Linked DNA regions of Sus scrofa: regions 2, 3 and 4 are each linked to region 1. The links are chromatin contacts, called in public Hi-C maps. All regions are on one chromosome and are shown on one strand. Each heading gives the region's core, a stretch centred on a gene start, on an enhancer-like site or on the middle of the called end of the contact. The rest is flanking DNA. Distances are from core to core; before and after follow the strand shown.

Region 1 (2,994 bases), core at 328-2,827:
ACATCTTGAGGTAGGGAAATGTGCCTGTACCATTGTGGAACCATCTGAGTGTATTTAGTCAGCCAAGGTGAAGAGTCCAAGGTGAGGTCCTGTAGGGCCCTGCAAGGATGTGGGCTTTCACTCTGAATGAAATGGGAAAAACTGGATGCTTTCCAGAAAAGCCACAGTGATTTACATGTTGAGGGTGACTGTTAGAGGGGGAATAAGTTCAGGTTTAGATACGAATTTTGAGATGCCTATTAACTCCTAAGTGCAGATGTTTGTCTGTTTTCGTGGAAAAGCCTACAGATAAACTTGTAAAGCATCAGTATACAGGTAATTCTGAAAGGCAAAAAACAATAGTGCGGAAAAGAGGTTTAAACACTGATCCCAGCAACACTCCCACATTTAGGTATGGACGAGATGAGGTACCAGCAGAGTATTTTGAAAAGAGGTAGACATAAACCAAGGGGACAATTAAGGAGGGGTGGTGTTCCAGAAACCCAATTATGTGATTCGAAACTCAAGAAGTGATAAACTAGATGAAAACTGCTAATGAATGTGTTAGAAAAGAAACTGAGAAATGTCCAGTTGGATAGCTGGAGAGCTATTGCTTACCTTCACAAAAGCTATTTGTGTGTGTGTGAGAGAGAGAAGTGGTAGGATGGACAAAGACCTGAGTACCATATTCAAGAGAGAACGCAAGGTTCTCTTCCAAGTTCATTCAACAAGTTCTGCTAAAGAAAGACAGCTGGAAGAGACTGGAGAGCAGAGTCACAGAAGGCTTGAAAAGAGAGAACAAAAGTGGTCTGGAAGCATGGAAGGGCCGAGGAATTAGGAAACTTTAGTGGGGCTGCTAGACTAAGGGACCATATAAGTTTAAATGTGAGACAAATCGCCAGAGCTGTCTGCTTTTCTCCAGCCTCTCATCCACTGCTGCAGAACAACAGAACGTTGTGAGCTGGAATGAGTTTTAAGGGAGGATGGTATGAGGAGGAGGCAGGAAAAAACCTCGACTACAGCGCATAGCAATGTACAGTCTGATGAGTCATAGAAGTTGAGAGGATTGAACATCTCGGCACAATTTGAAGGCAAAAGGCTTGAGACTGCAGACCGAAAACAAAACAAAAAAACAGGAGTACTAGGACGAAAGGTAGTTCTAAACAAACTAGGTTCTTTTCTAAGAGAGCAAGCACAGCAGTAGAGGTTTAGAAAAGGATGTATTAGGTCAAGGAAGGAAACACTGCCGCCTAGGAGCTTCCAAGACTGCTGATTGAACACAGATGCAGTAAAAGGCTCTGAAAGGGCTCTCTCCGGGATCAGGCGGGATGGACTAAAGTTTCAGCGCCGGAACTTACACCCCGAGATTCTGCTGCTTGCGGCTGTTTACCGGAGAGATGGGCATGGCGGCGACCGGATGGGAGTGGTCGACCACCCCCTTCCTTGGCTGCTTCTGGAGACCCAGTATCCCAACCCTCGGCGTTAGCGGCTCCAGCTGAGGCACGGGAATGTTTGCCGGGCGTCATGGAGACAGTGGAGCCCTGGCTCAACAAGCGGCCGCGCGGTTGGCTGGCGGCTAGAGGCCCAGGAGGAGGGCGGAGGCGAAGGGGAGGGCAGAGGGTTGGCGGAGCAAGAGGAAGCTCCGGCCGACGACTAGAAGAAGGAGGCGGGCGGCCCGGGCCCCAGGCCCCTCCCAGGCTCTGAGTCTCCCCGGCTGCAGGCGGATGGATGGGGCTTCTTCAGGCGGTGGCGGCAGCAGCGAAGGTGGCGGTGGCAGCAGCGGCAGCGGCTGTAAGTGCAGCCTCCATAAACCATCTATCCTCTCCTAGTCCTATTTGGGATGAAGGGCTCTCCAAGTGTCCCCGGTACCCTTTTTCTCCTTCCCCTCCCCCACCGCACTGTATCGCCCGGAAGATCCTTAACTTCCGGGGAGGGGCTGAGAGATCAAGCCCTTCTTGCTCCCCCTCCCGAAGTGGCGCCGGCCACCCAGGGCGCATGCGCAGCGCCTCTCCGCCGCCCACCCCTTCCCAGCCGGGTCTTTTGCTTTGGCGGTGGTGGCTGCAGCGCCGGTCTTCCCCAGCATCCGCGGCGCGCTGGGAATCCGCTGCGGAGTGAGTTCGCCTCGCCCTGTCGGCTTCCGCCCCTTTCTTCAGTCTGATCCCGAACCTGGTCGGGGTGGGGCCAAGCTGATGGTGCCCGTGGCTCCGCCTCTTTGCCTCTGTATCACGGATTCGATCCCACTGCAGCCCTTGGGCGAACCGGCCCTTTTCAGAGGGAGTGAGGGAGGGAAGAGAGGCTCGAAGAAGGCGTTATTGTAAGGGAGTGAGGTCCTCGCAGCCCCACCCTGGAGACAGATGCCTCCCCCGCCTTTGAATGGCCTTGTTCTTTCAGCTTTTGGTGGAAAGATCTCTGGCCTGGAGCCCATCGCTAGTCTTCGCTATGTGACCTTGGGCGAGTCATTATCCACCTCTGGGCCCCATTTATCCCCAAAGCTTCCTCCAACGCTAAAACTCTTAATTTTGCAGAAAAGCTTATGCAATTACAAGACTGGCCCCTCCACTGAGGCCGCTTAGCTGAGACCACCCGGAGTTGAGTGAACCTTTCTTCAGTCATGGGTGGAATAAGGCGACCTATTTTTGGGGTCGCTTTTATTTCATTACCATCAGTTACAGACTGCATGACCCAAGGCTCATTAATGTTTTTCTAAAATTGTCGTGGGATTCCTGTCCCAATTCTTGACCGTGTTTTAAAAAATTAGAGACAGGGTGAATGGGGAGCTTGTGGTATCATCGTCTTTGGTCTCCTTACTACTGAGGCTCTCTTTCCTTTGATCCAGATGGTGTGGTGGCTCGATTCTCCCAGTGCCTGGCTGAGTTTCGGACGTGGTTAAGAACCAACTGGTTGAGGTTCAATGCAGACAAGACGGATGTGATGCTGGTAGGCAGGGGCACGCTTGGAGATTAAGGGAGGGAAAGTCCAAACTCCCTCAAGTAATATAAATGTTATATTACTCTT
Region 2 (2,946 bases), core at 35-2,534, 610 kb before region 1:
TGTGCTGTAATGTGCTAGTTTTGCCACTAGATGGTGCTCTTGCTATGGTTCTGAATATCTGGCCTTGTTCCTCAGAGGCACTGCCCTCTCTGCTGGTTTGGAAAACACAGTTTTCATAACCAACCAAGTGGTTCATTCATGCCGTTTTATTATTAATAAAAATCAAATTAAGGTTTTTAAAATTTAGAATAGTTTTGTAAATAATCTGGCTATACTCAAATAGGAGTTTCGTCTTGTTTTGTTTCTTTCCTCTTCTTGCTATGAATTATCTATAAATTATCTGATCATTTTTCTAGCAGCTACTGTCTGACGTGGTCATTAGCTTTTACAGCTCAAGTTCTTTAAGGGACCCAGGGCTGGGGATTGGCATGTTCATCTCTTGCCTCTGAATGTCCTGCTCTCCTAGACTTCCAGAGTTGCATAATGGTAAAGTCATTTTGACATGGTGCTTCTCTTAATGCTTTTGGTTGTTGTTGTTGTTTGTTTTTTATTTTTTATAAAACCCTCTAGTCATTAGTTTGTATAGTTTTAGTAACTCCCAATTTACTCAACAATATGTGAGCTTTAGGTACTACATACGTATGACCTTGCTTCTATTATATACCTTTTGTTGGGCATTTAGACTCCAAAAATCCAGCAGCCGTAGAAGATCTTCTTAACTCTAACTCTGTTCTCTTATCCCCAGCTCGCCCCGATGTCTTCTGAAGAGCATGAACTCCACAGCAGACATCTAAACAAATAGCCCTGTATTTCACCCGTTCAAAGTTCGTCTCCAAAAAATAGCTTGGGAAGGGGTCGTTCTTGTAAGAGTTTACCTCCCTACACTTATCACAGATGCTCCTCTCTTAACTCTACTCCCTCTCTCATTTTGGCTCGCCTGCAAGAACCCTGAGGTTCTTCCTCTTTATGCCCCCACCTCAGGAAGCCACGCCCTGCCATTGCTTTAACAGCCCCCATCAGTGTAGGTAAATCCTAAATCTCCAGCTCTAAGCCACATGTTTTAGGCTCCCCACTTGCTCTTTCCCCCAGGATATCAAGGAGGATCTTAGAACTCAACATGTGGGAAAGTGACGTGTCTTCTCCACCTCCTCACTTGTTAATTTCGACTCACAACTTCACTATTTTCCCAGATACCCCTTTTTAAAACTGAAAGTACTGTTTCTTTATGGCCCCTTATCCAATTAAGTGTCAAGTCCTTGGCAAGACGTTCAGGGTCTCCTCCAATGGTCTTTTCCTGTTTCTCCCTCGGCCTTGCCAATTTCTTCTCATCTGAATGACTGCGATGTCCCCCAGCTGCTCTTCCTGGCTCTGTCCTCTCTCCCATCCATCTCCTGGTGTCCATAGTGCTTCACGTTCTAAAGCACTTTTCTATTCTCACATCTGACTAAAAACCTTCACTGGCTCATTTTCCCTTCACTGGCTCATTTTCTCAGTTAAGCATTGACTCCACAGCTGTTGTCCACGATGTCCGTACTATGGCTATGATGGCTAAGATAGTGCCTTCAAGTCTTACCTTCTACAGGCATCTGTTGTGCGCTCAGCTCTACCCAAACAGCCACAGGGCATCTCAGTGTTCCATACTTCCTGTGCATTTGTTTTTGCATTGCTCTCAGTAGTTGCCTTGACCATGTGCGCCTTTTATTTTTTTCTTTCCACTATTTTATTTTTTTAATTTGTGATTTTTTTTATATTTTTTATTACAGTTATAGATTTACAATGTTCTGTCCATTTATGCTGTAGACCACGCACACCTTTTAAAGGCTGCCCTTCCTAGTTCCTCTCCAACACCACCCATTCCATCACGCCTTTTCTTTGTCTCCTCTGTAATTGTCACTTCTCGTTTGCATCCCATTAAGTATCAACTGCTGATATTTCTCATTCTATATTTCTGATATCTACTACAGTGTTTAAATATTTTTCTGTCTTCCCTATGATGTTTAAATTTGAGAGGATCATGAATTCTTATTATTCAATCCACAACACGGGGTCCTCATAAAATAGGAGACAATAGTTAAAAGCACATATTTTTTGGAATCAGATGGTTTTAGTTCTTCCACGTATGTATTAGCGATGTGCTCGTTATGCAGTTGCTTACCTGCTCTGAGCCTTGATGTCATCCATAAAATGGGAATAAGAGTATTTGCCTCAAGTCTTGTTACAAGAATTAAATGAGATGTCACGCAGAGCCTGACAGATGGTCATCACTCAAAGGATGCTTTCTCTCTTGTCCGTGTTCTTTTTATAGTCACTTAGTCCTTGTACAAACCGGAAGTTTACTAGATGAAATTAAAGGGGGGCTTCTAGCTAAAGACCAAGGTAGAAAGGAAAATAATGTGCTAAATAAGACCCCAAAGACCCCAAAGTAAAAGCCAACCCTAGAGAAGGGGCACACAGGATGCAGGTGTTATCTAGCCCTGGATTCCTAAGTCTCAGGTCATGCGCGGTACTAGGCAGGTGCTTAATCATCACCAGTTGCTCCCACATAGTTAATGAATAAGGTGCCATATTTGTAGGGCGATCCTGGGGACAGAGAAGATGACCCGTAAAGGAAACTCATTACCAACCACCTTCTATGTGGCTATTGTGATTCCCACAATGATGGCAAACCGGCCTAATTGTGTCTGCAACTCAGGCCAGCGTGTCTTCTAATGAATTTAATGGCGAGCTTGCTGAGTGTGGGCTTAAGAAAATTTATCCAAACGTGTGCCAGAGAGAGCGTGTATTTCTGAAAACACGGTTGTGGCTATTCCTGAGTACAGATTTCCGTAACCTTAGGTTCAGCTTAATCAGCGCTTTGTGGCAAAGTGAGAGACAATGATGTGGTAATAGTAGGTTGCCCCCCTACACTCTCTTAAAAGCTTTTCCTTGGGTACTTTAAGAAAAAAGTTGTATGAAGCACAAAAAGTAATGGGATTCCCAGACAGAAATCTGTGTTTAAATGGCACG
Region 3 (3,065 bases), core at 237-2,736, 590 kb before region 1:
TGAAGCCCAGCACAAGCAGCACATTTGCTCCGTTTCTACATTAAGCAAGAACTGTCAAGCAGGGTTACAACACTTATGAACAAATACTAATAAAGTCAATCTTGTTACCAAAGGCTGCGGCCACTCGCACAAAAGGAGAAATTGGAGGGAATTACAGAGAGAGAGCGGAAAGGAAAGAAAAAAAAGCCTAAAAACATCAGATTGTTTTTTTCTTCTTTTCCTGAATGTTGTGTGGCCTGAATTATTGGGGTAATTTCCTTAATTATTCACCTCGAATGTTTAGACAGTCTGCATACAAAATAACAGGGCAGATGCACTGGAAAAGCTGTAGTAGTTCTGAGAGTATTTCCCCAAATGGTTGTTTTGTAGGGATTACTTTCGTTCAAATTAGCCCTCCTGAATAAGCTTACCTCAGAGCCCCAGCATCGAGCTGTTTATATTGATTTGCAAGTATTCCATGTGTCCTAAAATGAGATAAGGGTAAGTTGCAAAAAAAAAACATGAGCAAGTCAACTGAAGTGTGAAGAGTTAAAATGTTACCCTTGAGCAAAGGTTACCAAAAATAATACTCTGCTCATTAATGGCTACTTCACTACTTCCAAATTAATTTCTAAATTTAGTGTGAATGTTTCTTTGTATTAAATGGAACTGAGGAGACCCACAGCCTCTCATCTCTCACTTGCTGCCTAAAGACTGGAGTTCGTTCCGCCTTGGTTCCACTTCGTGTTTTTGCACTGCTGAGAAACACCATCCACCCACCCCCCCTGAAAGTTGGAATCATGCATGTTAGTAAGTATTTCAGTTATGCTATTGACGTCAATGGAGTCATTAAATAGATTGCTGGCCCTCCCAGAGGCAAATCACTGCCAGGGACCTAGATACAGACACGTTTTTTACAAAGACAACCATCAGGTTTTGCTATAGCAGTGAGCCAGGGAAAGGCAAAAGTTTATACTGTAGCAGACCTATCTCCAAACACAGTTTCTTTCTTTCTTTTGCATTTTAGTTCCGGCCTTTCTTTCTCTTTGGTTACAGTAGGCTGGAGCAGATGCCTAGATATTGTTGCCTGAATGTTTTGTGTGCAAAAGCATCTCCTGTCATTGAGACTCTGAAGGGAGACACCCCACTCTTAAAAAATGTGTCTCATCTTTAGCTCTACACAGCCTATCCTGATGTTTATTTGGTGGCATAAATTATCTAGGCAAATCGCTATTGTCTGCCCATATGAGCTATTGTCTCCTCGTGGCCTGAATAAACAGTGTCCTGCACACACACACACACACGCACACGCACATTTGTCCTTTCTGCTGCTTCTAGGTGACTTCTAGCTGCAGCCCCTCATCTATGAATCAACCTTTGTGCAGCCTGCCCTGTGCTTCGGCACTCAGGCTCTAAAGCAAAGGGTGGAGGAGGCGACAGAGAAGAAAGCTTCACTTCTCTCAGTTGGCTCATCTGCAGAGTCCCGCAGGAGGCAGGAGGCTGCCCACGTGCCTGTGTCCTCCCAAAGCCCAGCTGCTGCCAGCCTCAAGCCTGGTCATGCAGCTCGCCGGCATGTCAGAGAGGGCTCTTCAGGAAACATCTGTCTCTTCCTGGGTATTCCTGACAACTCTATTTACCTGGACAGGCCCAGGAGTCAGAGCCAAATCTTGCCCTCACACCTGGACTCTTCTGACTTTGCCCCCAGGCACGAAGTCGGGGAGCCATCTTGAGCAGAGCGCTCTCTCCGAATCCGGTTATCAGAATCCACCGTGCTGGTCTTAGCGCTCATCGCCTTTCCTAACCCTGTCCCTTCACTCCCTGCGCTCCTTATCAGTAAGTGTGTATACACGCTTATCAGTAAGTAGGCACAGAAATGCCAGACATCCAGCCACCTTTAGTAACCCCTTTGGGTTCATCCGGAGGCCCAGATCCACCCCCAACTCCACCACTGCGCCTTTCCCCACATTCCTGGCTCTGTGTATCTCTCCACCATCTTTTATCGCTCCACCTCCCACAGCTGGCTCTTGGGGTCTTTGCTCCAATCTTACCCCCTGGTTTTCTTCCCATCCTCCCTCCCTTAGTGTCGTGCTCCATCCTTCTCTACGTTAACCCTGGTGGGGGGTCCTTCAGCTTAGTTATTGTACTCATTCCCCCCACACACTTCAATCCACCTTCCATTCTGTGACTGGAATTATTCTTCTAAAATCCAGTTATGGTTATATTGTTTGCTGAGCGAGTGATCTTTAACCGTCCAGATAAGATCCTTACTTCTTACCAGGTTTGCAAAGTCTCTCAGAATTTTGCTTCTAAATCCTTCTTTGTCCTCATCTCTCCCTTTAACCCCTACCCCCAAGCACAGTAGATCGCTGAGTTGCACCTAACAGACGGTCGCTCAAATACACCAGGCTCTTCTTGCCTCCCTGCCTTTGTACATTCTGTTCCCTCGCCCAGGCTGCCCTTTCCTAAAAATGTCATTCACATATTCAGCACAGGGATTTGCTTACATTGTCGCAGTGAAGGAGTTCTTTATAATCGCTCTGATTTTTGGATTCTGGATTCAGGATTGAACTAAATATATGTCTCAGTTCAAACCCTAATATAGAGTATATGGTTAGCAGGTACTAGTTCCTTTCCCCATTCCTGTCTGGAAAGTACGTTTCTTATCTTTCAGAGCTCAGCATAGATGCCATCTTCTGGATGTGCTCCCCTCAACTCATCCCAAACCACTCTCAACAATTATCTTAATTATTATCTCAAAATCTCAATTTTTGCGCTTTTTCATAATGTGCTGTATTTTTCATTTTATTTAATTTTAATTTTATTTTTATTAGAGTGTCATTTATTTACACTGTTATGTCAATTTCTGCTGTGCAGTACAGCCACCCAGTCATAATGTATTTTTCATTTTAATTTTATCCTCTTCTCATCTTAGTGTCCCGAGTCAAGTACGAATCCTCTTTTTTTTTTTTTTTTGTATCCCTAATTTATAGCAGAAGATCTAGAGCATGTGCTCAATAAAGGTTTATGAAATGAACAAAGACAAATGAGGGAATGCTCATTGCAGAATCAGAAAGCACTGGAAGGGA
Region 4 (2,700 bases), core at 43-2,542, 740 kb after region 1:
AGAGCTGGAGAATATTTTGTCTAGAATGATGCAAACATACGGGTGCAAAAACTCATGTAGCTTAGCAAAAAATTACTTCTGTGATCTTTGTCGGATGCAAGCATCGTTTTGAATGCAAGTGAGCATTTTTACCACTTTTGGTGACTTCAGTAGGTTTAACACTTATTTTTGAATTTATTGCATAAACTCGTAAAACAAAGGACAGAACTTTCAACCTATTCAGTGAAAATCTATACATTCGAGCTGGCTTTTAAAAAATGTATAACTACTGCTTTCTTTCCACCCACAAGTTGCCATTACCTCAAAGGTGAAATTTTAGCATATGACTGAAAAGTCCTATAACTGCAGCTTCATGATTCAGTCTCTAACATCAACAATTCACAGTGAGATCATAGGCTCCCTGTGGAAGGTAGTGACATACTTGCTTTATGCAAGGAAGCTGAGGGCATATTGAAAGCATCTTGAATTTAGACACACTGCTTGTGTGGGTGTCAGACATTTGTGTCTTAACTGGTGTCCTGCAGAAGGATCCTCCTTTGGGAAAGGCTGTCTGAGAAAGGTGAACTGGGGCTGTAAGGCTAGGATACACACATGTGGTAACCAGCTCCTCCTCAACATGGTTTTCCAGAGTTACCCCGGGCAGGTGGGACGCCGTTCCGCTTTGTGTGGAAAGGATTCCAGCTTGGTTCCCTGCCACCACCAGACACAAATGTGTTGATTTTTCTTTTTTGAGCTTCCAACCCTTGCAACCTTCCAAAAATAAATCAAACCAGCCATCAGGGCACCGAAATAATACTACTACTAATAAGCAGCTTTGCCGAAACTTAAATAAACAACACTTCTGAGGTAAACTTTGCCCCAGAGGTCTGGACACTTTTTATGTAACCTGCTTATTAAGAATTACTAGACCTGGACGCATTAACCCTGAAAATAGATCTTAATAGCAGCCCCCAAACACAAAAGACATGAAACGACAATAAAGAAAAAAAATGTGCACCAACTAGAAAAACATTTGGCAGCTTACTCCAGCCCAAGCTGAAGACACCCCCCCCACCCCCGCAACCACCGCAAACACCGCCTCTCCCATCCGCCCCGCCTTCAGGCTAAGACAGTCCGCTCGGGACCCCGCCCCCCCTTCCCTGCCCCGGCCCAGCCCCGCCCCTTAGGCTCGCCTTTCACGTGGCTCCTCCCCCTTCCGCTCCTCACAGCCTTGTTTCAGCAGCTGGGGTCAAATTGTTGGAACAGGCTGATTTGCATAGCCCAATAGCTGCGCGTATGCAAATAAAGCGGGTGCTGGTTGGCTGGGAGTTGGCAGGATAACTCTGGCGAGCGGGGCCTTTGTCCTTCAGTGGCTGTGAGGCAGCTGCCGTGTCGGTGTCGTGGCCCGAGGCGAGGCGGGGGCCCGCGAGCCCTAAGGAGGCCAGCGAGCGATCGAGTGGGGCGGGAGGGGCGGACGGCGCGGCGGCAGCGGGCGCTGGAGTAGCCTACGAGGGAGCGCAGAGAACAGGCGCCCGCGCGCTCGCGGTGGCAGGAGCAACCCGCACGCCGCTCTCTCTCAGTAGGGGACTTGCAGTTGCAATATGACTTTGGAGGAATTCTCGGCTGGAGAGCAGAAGACTGAAAGGTAAGTGGGCCGGCGCCTCTGCCTGAGCTCTGCTCGTCGTCCACTGCATGCACCTTAGCGCTGCTGGGCTGTGCACGGTTTTCGGGGGGCCAGAGGTTAAAAGTTTGCCGAGGGCACCTTCTCTCCCGCCTTTCTTCCCTGGGAACACTCCAGAGGCGCGCGTGGACGTAAAGAGCGTGCCCCCCCTTCCACGCCGGTCGAACCCCTTTAAGCTTTTGCAAAGGGCAGAAGTGACCATCCCTGCCCTTGTGGCTCCTGAGGCCGGCAGCCTGTGGCTGAGCCCAGCGCCAACGACTGGCACTGCCCTCAGGAGAGGGTGGCGGGTGCCACTCACGGGGTTTCTCACAGGACTCTGGACGTAGGAGGGGTCATGGGAGGATGACAGCCGGGAGAGCGCCGGGTTTTGCACAAGGCCGAGTGCGCGATGGCCCTTGCACTCGGGAGGGAGGGTGCAGGGCGAGGGGGCGGTAACGGCCAGGCGTGGCCCCGGGCTGACAGGACCCTCTTCGCTCTGCCTGCTCGTAGGATGGATAAGGTGGGGGATGCCCTCGAAGAAGTGCTCAGCAAAGCCCTGAGTCAGCGCACAATCACCGTCGGGGTGTACGAGGCGGCCAAGCTGCTTAACGTGTAAGTGTGGCCCTGGGGTGTCTCTCGTGGTACTCCTTCCCGCCTCAGCCCCGGGAGGTCGCCTTCGCGGGGCGCCCCTCACCCTGCAGCGCTCCTTCCTGCCACTTTCCACCTGCCCCGTGTCTGTCCGAGGGGCAGCGAGCGGGCCAGGGCGCGATCCCCCTCGACCCGGGCGGGGGGTGCGGGCTCCCACGCAGCGGGTCGTGCCTTTGGGCTCACCGGCCGGGTCCCTGCTCGCAGCGACCCGGATAACGTGGTGCTGTGCCTGCTGGCGGCGGACGAGGACGACGACAGGGACGTGGCTCTGCAGATCCACTTCACCCTGATCCAAGCGTTTTGCTGTGAGAACGACATCGACATCCTACGAGTCAGCAACCCCGGCCGGCTGGCCGAGCTCCTGCTCCTGGAGACGGACGCGGGCCCCACCGCGAGCGAGGGCGCAGAGCAGC

The links. A called contact is a pair of places that touch in the nucleus more often than the background predicts.
Region 2: a contact with region 1 is called in a Hi-C map of omental adipose tissue, with 1.6 times the contacts expected there. The contact joins the enhancer-like site here to the promoter of MIER1 in region 1. A contact is called at or near these places in 4 of 47 Hi-C or Micro-C datasets (epiblast stem cells, mesenteric adipose tissue, omental adipose tissue and 1 more) and 2 of 2 datasets of contacts at active chromatin or transcription factors (alveolar macrophages and skeletal muscle).
Region 3: a Hi-C map of heart right ventricle shows a contact between it and region 1, with 2.7 times the contacts expected there. The contact joins the enhancer-like site here to the promoter of MIER1 in region 1. A contact is called at or near these places in 3 of 47 Hi-C or Micro-C datasets (fibroblasts, heart right ventricle and subcutaneous adipose tissue) and 1 of 2 datasets of contacts at active chromatin or transcription factors (alveolar macrophages).
Region 4: a contact with region 1 is called in a Hi-C map of liver, with 5 times the contacts expected there. The contact joins the promoter of GADD45A here to the promoter of MIER1 in region 1. A contact is called at or near these places in 1 of 5 promoter capture datasets (fetal liver) and 2 of 47 Hi-C or Micro-C datasets (embryonic fibroblasts and liver).

The regions. Positions count from the first base shown.
Region 1 is chr6:145,678,646-145,681,639 of Sscrofa11.1, reverse strand. It overlaps MIER1 (mesoderm induction early response protein 1), which reads left to right and starts at 1,577. Exons shown (of 14, transcript XM_021096499.1): 1 at 1,577-1,770; 2 at 2,816-2,916. The coding sequence starts at 1,704. It overlaps WDR78 (WD repeat-containing protein 78), which reads right to left and starts at 1,505. Exons shown (of 19, transcript XM_021096495.1): 1 at 1,451-1,505; 2 at 1,401-1,448; 3 at 1,338-1,398. The coding sequence starts at 1,505.
Region 2 is chr6:146,292,404-146,295,349 of Sscrofa11.1, reverse strand. The region is part of intron 5 of PDE4B (phosphodiesterase 4B); the gene reads left to right. The region is part of intron 2 of LOC102162258 (a long non-coding RNA gene); the gene reads right to left. Among named protein-coding and RNA genes, the nearest start is that of SGIP1, 240 kb to the right of the region's middle. Within about 2 kb of position 1,284, at least 22 of the 83 cell types and tissues checked have an H3K27ac peak or open chromatin away from gene starts, as enhancers often do. A contact at or near this core is called in alveolar macrophages, mesenteric adipose tissue, omental adipose tissue and 1 more, where this site is marked.
Region 3 is chr6:146,271,737-146,274,801 of Sscrofa11.1, reverse strand. The region is part of intron 8 of PDE4B (phosphodiesterase 4B); the gene reads left to right. All of the region lies in intron 1 of LOC102162258 (a long non-coding RNA gene), which reads right to left. Among named protein-coding and RNA genes, the nearest start is that of SGIP1, 220 kb to the right of the region's middle. Within about 2 kb of position 1,486, at least 44 of the 83 cell types and tissues checked have an H3K27ac peak or open chromatin away from gene starts, as enhancers often do. A contact at or near this core is called in alveolar macrophages and subcutaneous adipose tissue, where this site is marked.
Region 4 is chr6:144,942,681-144,945,380 of Sscrofa11.1, reverse strand. It overlaps GADD45A (growth arrest and DNA-damage-inducible, alpha), which reads left to right and starts at 1,292. Exons shown (of 4, transcript NM_001044599.1): 1 at 1,292-1,624; 2 at 2,150-2,251; 3 at 2,492-2,700. The coding sequence starts at 1,581.